Regions from separate parts of the Rattus norvegicus genome. Here region 2 is linked to region 1. Evidence: chromatin contacts called from public Hi-C data. All regions are on one chromosome and are shown on one strand. The core of a region is the stretch at or near the end of the contact, and the rest is flanking DNA. Distances in the headings are between cores, read along the strand shown. Region 1 holds the start of Pex2 (peroxisomal biogenesis factor 2). Region 2 holds the start of Zfhx4 (zinc finger homeobox 4).

Evidence for each region. Hi-C and Micro-C count contacts between places; a contact is called where the count stands out from the background.
Region 2: a Hi-C map of kidney shows a contact between it and region 1, with 4 times the contacts expected there. The contact joins the promoter of Zfhx4 here to the promoter of Pex2 in region 1. A contact is called at or near these places in 6 of 12 Hi-C or Micro-C datasets (the Rat2 cell line, frontal cortex, kidney and 2 more) and 1 of 1 datasets of contacts at active chromatin or transcription factors (oligodendrocytes).

The regions. Positions count from the first base shown.
Region 1 is chr2:97,954,879-97,959,845 of GRCr8, reverse strand. Pex2 (peroxisomal biogenesis factor 2) reads right to left here and starts at 2,216. Exons shown (of 3, transcript NM_017234.2): 1 at 2,083-2,216.
Region 2 is chr2:98,313,761-98,319,323 of GRCr8, reverse strand. Zfhx4 (zinc finger homeobox 4) reads left to right here and starts at 3,855. Exons shown (of 11, transcript NM_001191702.1): 1 at 3,855-4,229. It also overlaps the pseudogene Impdh1-ps1.

The DNA.
Region 1 (4,967 bases), core at 967-3,466:
AATGGGCTGGAAAGCCACATAGCCTACACTAGGAAGGCTGGAGGATCAATGGTCCTCTTCCTTCTTTCTGCTACCAAGTATAAAAACCATAGTACTCAGCTTAAATCAATGCCAGGCTCACAGTCAAGGAGAGATGGACCAGCTGAGGCCCTTCTCCAAAGGTTTCTTTCACATTCTGAAGGAATGAAGGAGGGCCACAGAGTACTTAGAAGCTAATTTTACTTCACAGGAAAAAGACAGGGAACATGTAGCCTACACTCCTGTTTTCTAACCCAGATTACCAAGAACAGGTGAAGGTTACAAGCAAACTCAAGTGAACATTGGTTCAGATATAAAAACTGATACAGTTCACACTTTCTTTGCACTATAGGAATCTGAAAATTACTTAAGATGATATGGTGCTAGATCCCTAATTTTACTAGACAAGGGATGGCCAGCAAGTCCTCACATACCTTTTAAGGCTCAGAGACTGAACTGGTCAAACAGAAAATCACTGCAAAGACCTTTATGACCATCAATTTAAACTAAACTTTAATTATAGTCAAAAAAAAAAAAAAGAAAGAAAAACAAGAATATTTGGAAGGAAGGGAAATTAGGAATTATGAGTGATCAAAAAGACAGAATGAAACTTGAACCACTATTTTATAAAATGAAACAGCATTGCCATGTTGGCCCCTTTTAGAAACTATGAATATATAACTTTGGGGTGCCAGAATAATCAAATGAACGCAGACTGAAAACAAATGAACAACTGTCCTAAGAAGGAGAATTTTCATGCTAAAAAGCAAGGCAGATCATCTGGTCCGAGATATGAATTAAATCCTAACAGGAACACTGTTATATAAGAATATATATAAGAACATAAGAACAAGCTGTGCTTGTTAAACTACAGCTGACAGTCGGCTGGCTTTGTCTCTCCTCTGCATGGCTCCAGGAAATTTCTACAAAAGTTCTTTTATGGAACAATTTTAAAACCACAGATTGAGTGCTACCTCTAATTACTAAAAAGGAGAATTAGGCCAAAAGGTAAAGCTAGGCAGAAACAAACTATAATCAAGACTAGGACTTAATTCTTTTCCTTTTAGTGGCCTAGCATGCTCAGTTATTTTACTTCTTAAAGGGGGAAAAAAGAAAAGCTTCATTTTTTTTCCCCCCCAAACTAATTCTACTGACTCCTCTTTCAAATCTCCTGGCTCATGGTCTTTCAACTGTAATCGTTCTGGATACAAGTAATTGGTAGTACAAAAAGGATCAAGACAGTAAAAAGAAAGAAAAGTCTGCCACTCCAAACCCATTCTGTTCAGGTTTAACTAAAGGCCACACATTCCTGGAAGGTGTTTTGACTACAAACTGGTAAGGGCGTCTAGGGTGGGGTCTCTTAGACATACATCAATTATTTAAAATAGTCAAGATGAAAATGTGGCAAAGGGTGCCACAGAATATTTGAAACCGACATATTGGGAAAGTTTCCATACGTGAAAAATCCTTTTGCCAAGAGTCTTTGTGTGTGTGAAATGGCACGTGAATAAATTAGCGAACCAGCAAAGACTTTTAAGGACCCCCCTAAGAGAAGAACAGAAATGATTATCACATTCCTTATAACAAACTAATGAATTTCAATGTACATCAGAAGCTATCTCGTAAGAAAATCTTCAGTACCTCTTCCAACGGAGACCAAGACCGAGATTTTAAGTGAATGGGCCCTAGAAAGGGTTGAAACTCCAAAACATTGAGAAAAAAAAAAAAACTTTTTCATAAACCCCGAGAGATTCTTATTTAAGAGTTAAAAATACCTAGTACTGTTAATGGCGAGGAGGCGCTTTCGGGGCTGTCTGCAACGTCGCCCCGGGGAATGCAGAGGTTGGTTCCCTGCAGAGTCGCTTTGTTTGTGTGATGGCATTAAACTAGGGGAAAACTAGGAGTTTGGATTTGTTTTACTGCCTTTCCGGAAACCCAGAGACAGGCTGGCTCCTTCCAGAAAGACAGGAAGCCACAGCGGCCTGCAGCCAAGGCGAACGTCGCCAGGCCGTCCTCCGAGAGCGCGGGGCCCGCACGCCGGACCGCCTCCGAGCGGACACTGACCTGCAGGGTCTGCGGAACACACCAGCGCCGCGCAAACTTTTCTCAAACATTCTCTGGCAAGCTGGGCTTTTCCTAGCCGAATCTGGGTAGCCCTCGCTTCCGGAATTCGCGGGCTTCCGGAACGACGGAAGACCCGGAAGTGGCTGAAAGAAACCTGGGAAATTACAGTCAGTGGTTTAGAGGAAAGCTGCATACGGCCCAACGGCGGAAAATGCCGAGGAGCCGAGGAGCCGAGGAACCGAAGGGACGATGGAAGGAGACGCCGAAGAGGACACTCCACGCCCTGGGATTGGTCTGCAAAGCTGCCTCTGATTGGCAGAAGAGTCACCAAGCGGTCAGCGCGGGGTCAGGGACCGGCGTGAAGAGGCTTTCGTGTCACATCCCGTTGGGACCTCTGGGTAATGCGGGCGGGCTCTGATCCCTCGGACGCCGCTGCGGGCCGCTGGACAGGCGCCGCCGGCTAGAGACGTGCGCCTGCGCAACTGAGGCCTGGGACTGACCTTGGGTCCTCTCGGATGTCTGACCTTGTCCCCAAATATGTGGCAACACTCTAGGTCCCCATCGAGTAGCCTTGCTGGCTGAAAGCCACCCGGTGGAAGGCAGTCTGGAGACAATGAGCAGGAATGACCCTGGCTGGGTGGATTGGTCTTAAGGTTCTTAGGAAATCAGGTAGAGCCTATACCAAATTTGTAATGACTCTTTAATGCTTGCAACCCCGCCCCATATCCACCCTACACCAGCTGGACCCAGGCTTGTCTAGGTAGTGATACAAGAATACAATTGTTTCCAACACCCCAAACACTTTCCTTGTATTTTGTTTCAAGAATTATCCTGAGCATCAGAGTTTTAGAGCATCACACATGGGCAAGATAAAGGAGAATGTAGTAAGAACCTCAGAATCATGCACTCAGTACAATTCTGATTCGCACAGTGTGCTATCGGCATCCAGAGTATCTTCTATACATTAAAGGAGAACTTGGGGGCAAAATAGGATGGAGGACAAAGAAGGCAAACAAATCTTTTTCTACCAAGTAACCCCAACAGTGTAGAAGACAAAGAAGGAGGAGCTCCCGGTTGAGATGCTGGGTATGGAATTCAGATAGAGAATGGAAGGAGATGTCTAGAGATGCATCCTGTATAACCACCAGTGATGGCCACTGTCTTCTTGTGACTGCTTTGAAATAAGCCTACTCTACCTGTAACGTATGGACATAATTCTAAGACATCATAAAGGGATACAAAATACTCATCAATTTGATGCATTGGCCATTATATTGAAAGTGTTCCAAAAAATTTAAATCAATGTAATTCCCATTATGTTTTCGTTGGGCGCTGTTGCTCAAGAGAGTAAATTCTCTTTGAAGAGCAAGGCTTTGAGTTACTTGTGTAGTAAGGTGCCCATGTTGTCTTTTCCTTGGTAGGCCAAGGATAGACTGATTCACCTTTTAGTTTTTGTTTTTGTGTTTTCGCTTTTGAGACTGTCTTTTGCAATGTAGCTATGATTGGCCTCAAAGCACTTCTGTCTCAGATGCTACATACTGGGAAGACAACTGTATATTTTTTTTTTCTTGCCTAGTTCACTTGATCTTCATGAGGACAAAGGTGAAATTTAAAAGAAAAAAATTAAAAAGGGGACCAGGGAGAAGGCTCAGCAAAGAAAGGTAATTTCTGCTAAGCAGGAGGGACAAATTGGTTCCTAGATACTCATAAGGGAAAGAGTACTTTGTCTTGGATCGTTCAGTATGACTGCCCCATACACACACACACACACACACACACACACACACACACACACACACACAAAACAATTACATATAAACACACCACATGTGCACACACAATAATAACTACAGAAGACATTTTCAGAAAGCATCTTGAGTTCAAAGAGTTTTAATAAGTCTCATGAGCATCACAGTATCTGGACAATAAAAAATCCCAACTTCACAGGAAGTTTGAATTATATTAGATGATTCTTAAAAATGCCAGGAAGCATAGCATTTAAAATTACTGCTTAAAATATTTAAAATAATTTCTGGATTTATTAATATAGTGTACTTCTTTATTTTTATACTGAGCTAGTAGCTTCAGAAAACTTGATTTTGCTATTTTAAAACTTGCCTTAAAAACATATCCACTCATTTATTGAACGATAGCCTGGGCCTGGTTTTATTCCTGGGTGAGGAATATTGCTACACAGTGTTAATGAGAAAACAAGCCAAAGAGAAGACAGACATGGCCAATTTGTAGGAGCTAATAAGGATCAAGTTGGTGACTGTGTAGACAATAAGCAAAGTATAGTGTGTTTTGCTTTTGTAAATTCAACACATTAACATTTTAAGCCTAGAATTATTCGTACAGATGTACTAAGAAAGAATCTTATGAAGACTTGACTGTGGTCTTTTAAGGAGTACTGAAAGAATGAATATATTTCATTTACTATGAGAGTTTAAAGAAGAAAAATTGATTATTCTTTTACCTTTAGGTACAAAGAAAATATAATGGCATCTTGTATCCTCCTTTTGCCTTTTAGTGGCTGTTAGGCTTTAAAGAATTTAACAATAAAAATGTTAAGAACACATTGATTTATGCCGCTAACATATTTTAAAATTGCTGACTTTAAGAACGTAAATTTGTATTAGCATATTACATTATTCTTAAATCAATATAATTGGGTCTTTTAAGAAAAAGTTGATCATACAATCTTTTTATTTTACTGTTGCTGCTGTAAAGAATTACTATGAAGTTGTCACCTTAAAATAACTCTTTTTTTTTATTTTATATCTCAAGATGGACCTCAGCGCACTAAAATCAAGGTGCCTACAGGCCCTGTTTTTCCTATAAAGCTCAGTGGAGGACTATGGCCCTTTTGCTCACTGGTTGTTTAA
Region 2 (5,563 bases), core at 2,606-5,105, 360 kb before region 1:
GCCTTTGGTATCAAGTTTTAAGTGGGTTGGAAAGAGCTGCCTAGTTAAACAAAAATGTTAGTTAACAGACTGCCTTTGTTAAATAGCCCCTGGGTGGAGAAGATCCAACAAAAAAGAGGAAGGGAGGAGGGGGGTCTAAGGATCTGAAAGTGTCTGCATCGCTCTAAAGGGTTCCTAATGCTGAAATCTTGTAATACCTTGTTTCAAACAGAGCTTATCTATAGAGCCTGGAAACCCGGTCAAAAGACTGGGAACCTTACCCTTGGGCTGGAGTTGTTCTTGAACTGGAGGATGCCACTGAGAGGGAGGTGGGGCATTATTAGGGACTTGGTGGAGGGAGGGCAGACAAATGGAAGAAAAGACAGCTGGCAACTGACTCGTTATCCGGTTTGGAAAGCCCAGAGTATCCTTAGCGAGGATTTGTGAAATAAACTGCTCCAAAGAAAAACTTCTAGAAGAAGTTACCTTTTGTTTCAATGTTAATTGTCCCTTGTCTCCAACACTCAACACATAACCACTTGGTGTAGCCTTGGGATTCGCCAACAGTTAAGGACTCTGGCAAGGTGCTAGTGTTAGGAGAGGACTGAGCTCCACTGGGTTAACTCTAGCGAAAGTTCTTCCTGCAGGAGGAAAGCCTTGTTCTCCTTTCACTTTGAAAAATAAAGTAGGCAATGCTCCTTTAGGGTGGCGGCAGGTTAGAAGAATTTAAGTACCTTGACACACTTCTAGAGAGGGGATTGGGAATGAGTGTCCAAGGTGCAGAGGAAGGACTCTGCAGAGACCTGAGGGGATCAGCTGGGGGTTATCAGGCGATCTGCCTAAAATGAAATCTTGGGGAGCCGTGGCTCCTTGGCCCAGGCGAGTGTGTTCCTCCTGTGCCCCGAAGCAGCCCGCAGGCTGGGCTTGGGCTCGCCCTGGTCGCCGCGCCCCTGCTGGCGGCCCAACCCGCGCAGACCAGCCGCGGCTTCTGCCAGCAGCTCTTCTAGCGCCGGCAGCGCGCTCTGAGGCCAAGCCCTAGAGGAGACTCTTGACTCTGTGCTAGTGCTCTCTGCCCCTTCCCCTGAGCCCATTAACCCCCGACCTCACCCCCAGCCTCTCTTCTTAGGAAAGAGGTGAAAGAAGAACAGGGAGAGATGATTAAAAACAAAATACACACAAGCACACAAGCTTGTGGAGGGCAACAGTCCCCGCACAGAAGGGATTGCAAAAGTGGGCAAAGGCTCTCAATCTGCTCTGCTTTTGTTTTCTTACTTACAATTCAATAACCGCCCTCTCTACCCAACACACACACACACACACACACACACACACACACACACACACAGCTATAGTTTGCAAGAAAGAGAGGAGGGTTAATAGTGTTGAGATAACTAGCCACAAAAAAATGTTTAAATAATTTTTTTGACAATTGCTATTTTTGACATTAATGGCATTAATATTATTGATAACGTTTCGGGGAGGGGAAAACAGCAAAAGAAATAAAGAACTTGTGGATGCAATGATCAGTTTCCTTGTCCACCATGACAGAAGTAGACCCTTTCTTCACCTGAACCTGAAACAGACTTATTGCTCTCAGGTGTTTCCTTCATCATCTGTATTTGCCCGTTTGCAATAGCAGGAAATGGTTTTTCCATCAGCGAGCTTGTACACTGATCCCTCTCCAGCAAAGGGCTTGATCTTTGCTGATTTCAACCTGAAAGTTTCCCCTGCCTTCATTTCCCTCAGTATCTTGAAAAGCCCCCCCCCACTCCATGCAGACACCTCAGATAGTTTTGTTATTATTATTGTTTTATCTAGGATGTTTGCTCTCTGGGGTGTTTTTATGTAAACAGCAACTCTACATAAAACACACTCTTCAGTTGCATGTTAAAGAGAATTTCAATTTTACCCCCACCTGCAATGTATTTCTTAACCCCACTAAGGTACAACGGGAGGCTTCTAGGAACTTGCTGTATGAAGGTAGGGTGGCCGTAAACAAAATAACTTTAAAAAATCATACACAGTCTTTCACTGTGAGCAGATTTCTTTCCAAAGGAGTTGGAAATGGGAATCTCCTGAGACAGAGAATTTGATTTTTTGTTACCATTTAGTGGCCTTGGTTTCTAAAACACTGCTTTGTGTACCCACTCCAGATTTCTTAGCTGGCATTGCCTTTTTCTCTTACCAAAGATCATATCTAGGTTTTAGTCTCTTCTCCAAGCCTTTGGATTTTCATTGTGAAGCTAGCTAGTTGCTGAAGACAAGCAGCTTTTCAGATATGGACTGAGGTCTGATCTTGGGGGGAGGGGTATAATTTTATCCATACAGGTGTTTATTCCATTCCCATCTGTCCTAGGATGTAAGGAGTATACACTGATAAATACAAGGGTGTCAGATCCAGGAAGATGTGTTTACTGTCTCTGGAGTTGCAGTGATGTGCTATAAACCTTGCTGTTGATGTTTGGTACCTTTGGTTTCTAAGGCCTAAAACAAGGTTTTGAAGCAGATCCTGGCAATCCGAAACTTCAAAGGCTTGTCAGTCCGAAGTGGCTGATGCCTCACCTGTCCAGGAGGCTGGGCAGCACTCCTGTTTCCTGTCCGTAGTGCATTTGATTGGTTACTCTTACTTTCATTATGTGATTCCTGGTTTTAAAATATTATGTAGATAGTGTCTACTTGTGACCTCTAGTGCAGTAGTGTATCAAGATGCAGAGTAGCAATTCATATATATATATATATATATGTATATATATATACATATGTATATATATCCCACATTCAGTAGGGGGTATTTAAAAATATGTCTATTCCGAGTGTTAGTTAATTATCTTTTAATGAAAGTGTCACTCATATTCACATCTGTAATATTGGATAGAGATAATTAGATTTTCAAATGAGAATCAGCCACCTTAAATTTTGCACCAGAAAATACCAAGTATATTTCACTCTAATGAGATCTGTAGTGGGGTTTTAAAATTCATCATAATGTGCTTCAAGAAAGGTAACTCAACAGACTAGAAAGATGAAAGGTTTTCTTCCCTAAGTCTTCTTAAACCTATTACATTGAACTTTTGTGATTCTGATAAAATACTCGAAAATATTACATAAAAGCTAGACTGTACCCCAGTTTCACTCTTACAGCCCGGACTTACTGTCATTTAGAAGTTTACTTTGACTAAACTAACCACTTCCCTAGGTTTTCTCTTATGTGAATGCAAGTGCAAAATACTGTTTTAAATAGAATGCCTGCCTATCCAGAGAGAAATTCCTCCTTTGAAGGAGGTTGGGTTGGGTGATGTTTGCACACAGAGATAGGCACTCTTTATTTACATACATCTGCATATTTGCTCAGGCCCTAGTACTTCCCCATTAAAGTATGTCCCGGTGCATAGTAGAATAAACTAAGAGAAATGCTCTTAATAACTTGACTTGTATTTCTCCTTCAGGCTCCCTGGTAAACAAATCTCTGGTCCGAGAGTAATTACTTTGCCTCATTAAAAAAAAAAAAATCTAGAACTCTAAAAGGGCATTTCTTAGGAACTATTTGTGCTTTTATATTCTTCCCTTTGCCCTCTCTGTGTGTGAATATGTGTACGTGTGTGTCTAATGAAGTTTGAGAGTTGTGAGCAGGGGCGCATGGGGTGCGAGCCCCGGAGGTTCCCATCCCCTGTCTCCGTGGTCGCCTAGTCCAGGGCTCCAGCCGCAGCGCAAGGAGCCTTGTAAGACGTGAGGCTCCCGGGCTGCTCTGAGTCCCGGCTGCGCGTCATTTGCAGTCTGGGGAATGTTGATCACCTCACTAATTACACCTCTCCCCCCTCCCTCCCCCTCTCCCTCGCTCTCCTCTCTCATTCCCAGAGTGCATATCGGGAATAGACACACAAAGACATGCGCACTCAACTTAATCAGCCATTTTTTTAAACAGGGCTAAAACGATAATAATTAGCAGAATAAAGACATATCGGATTTTCATTTCCTTTCCTCCTTTTCCCAACCCCTTCACAACCAAACAGAGAGACCGCGGTCGGCACATGCTTTAACTCCTCCCGGACCCCCGAGGACCGCTCCGTGCCCCCCACTTTCTGCTCCAGCGTTTTTATTTTCACCCAATAAAGTTCGAGGATTATTTTTTTATTTTTTTATTTTTTTTAATGAACCCTCTCGTTTTACTTGGATGTGATCAGCTGTACGTAAAATAAAAGCAAAACAAAAAAGAGGCGAAGATCGAGTAGGAACTGCAGGGGAAATGGAAAGTAAGTTTTTTCTTTAACTTTTATTGAGTAGTTTGTGTTAAATTTAGGTCGAGTATCGATTATCTTTCCAGCCTGATCTTGCACAATCTTTGATATTTCGCTCCCTCTCTCTCTCCCTCTCCGCCTCTCTCCCTCTCTACTCCTAGCTCGCTTGCTACCGTTCGCCCTAGCACACATACCCTCATCCCGACCACCTCTTCCGCTCTGCCCCCCTTTTCCATCTCTTTCCCCCGTTTTTTGGCTCAAAGATTTGCTCTGCTGAGGGAGTGAGAAGGCACGGGCGGAGGGGGAGGGTGTTTTTTTACTTGGGGCGCGGGGGGGGCATGATTTTCGGGATTTAACTTTTGGATTAAGTGACTTTCGGCCGAGTAGTTCTGTCTTTTTCCCTGTCTTTTCGGGTTCTGCCTTCACTGGGAGCCGGGGACACTCTGGTGGCCGGGCGAAGCTGTCAGCTCGGCAACCGTTCTCGGACGCCAGCCTGCGCCCCATTGAGATGATGCTTCCTCGGCACAGGCACACATTCTCCGAAAGTTTGGACGTTGGTCGGTGGGGCTGGGAGCCCCCTTTTCTCTCCCTGGATTCTTCCCTGCACCCTTCTCGTTTTCCTTTTCTTTTTCCTTTTCCCTTCCCCACCCTTTCTGAAGTTCCCGAAGGGCGCTCACTGCGGGGGCTGCGGCAGGCCAGGGCTGGCGCGCGCGAGGCGCGGGGCCCAGGAGGATGGGCGAGCGCGGGGCTGGGCTCCAGGTAGACACCGGTCCGCGGAGAGCGGCAGCGGGCAGCGGCAGGCCAGGGCGGCTCACCGCTGCACCGGCGCCGCAGACTTGGCAGGTCCGTTAGGAGGCGGGATCTCCGGGCCTGGGTCCGCGGACCTAGGGGTGGAGGCTGCTCGCCCCGGAGCTAGGTCGCCGCCCTCAAGAGGACACCGGAGGCTGGGGATCAAGAGCCTTTGCTTTCTTTTTTGTAAAGGGCAAGGGTGTGTGTTTGTGTGTGTGTGTGTGGGGAGGGGGTGGGCCGTGGCCGACTGTGGGAACTGATTCATTCCTTACTCCCCCCCACCCCCAACTACAGGGTTTCATGTCTGCAAATGAACTTCACCTCCTCAGCTTCAGCCGGCACCAAGCGTGCCTTCCTGGCCCGATCAGCTAGGCGAACAGGGGTTGGAATGAGATTGGTCTTGCCTCTTTTCTCTTCTCTTCTCTTCTCTTCTTCTCTTCTCTTCTCTTCTCTTCTCTTCTCTTCTCTTCTCTTCTCTTCTCTTCTCTTCTCTTCTCTTCTCTTTCTTTCCTTTCCTTTTCTTTCCTTTCTCTTCTCTTTTCTTCCTCTCTCTCTCTCTC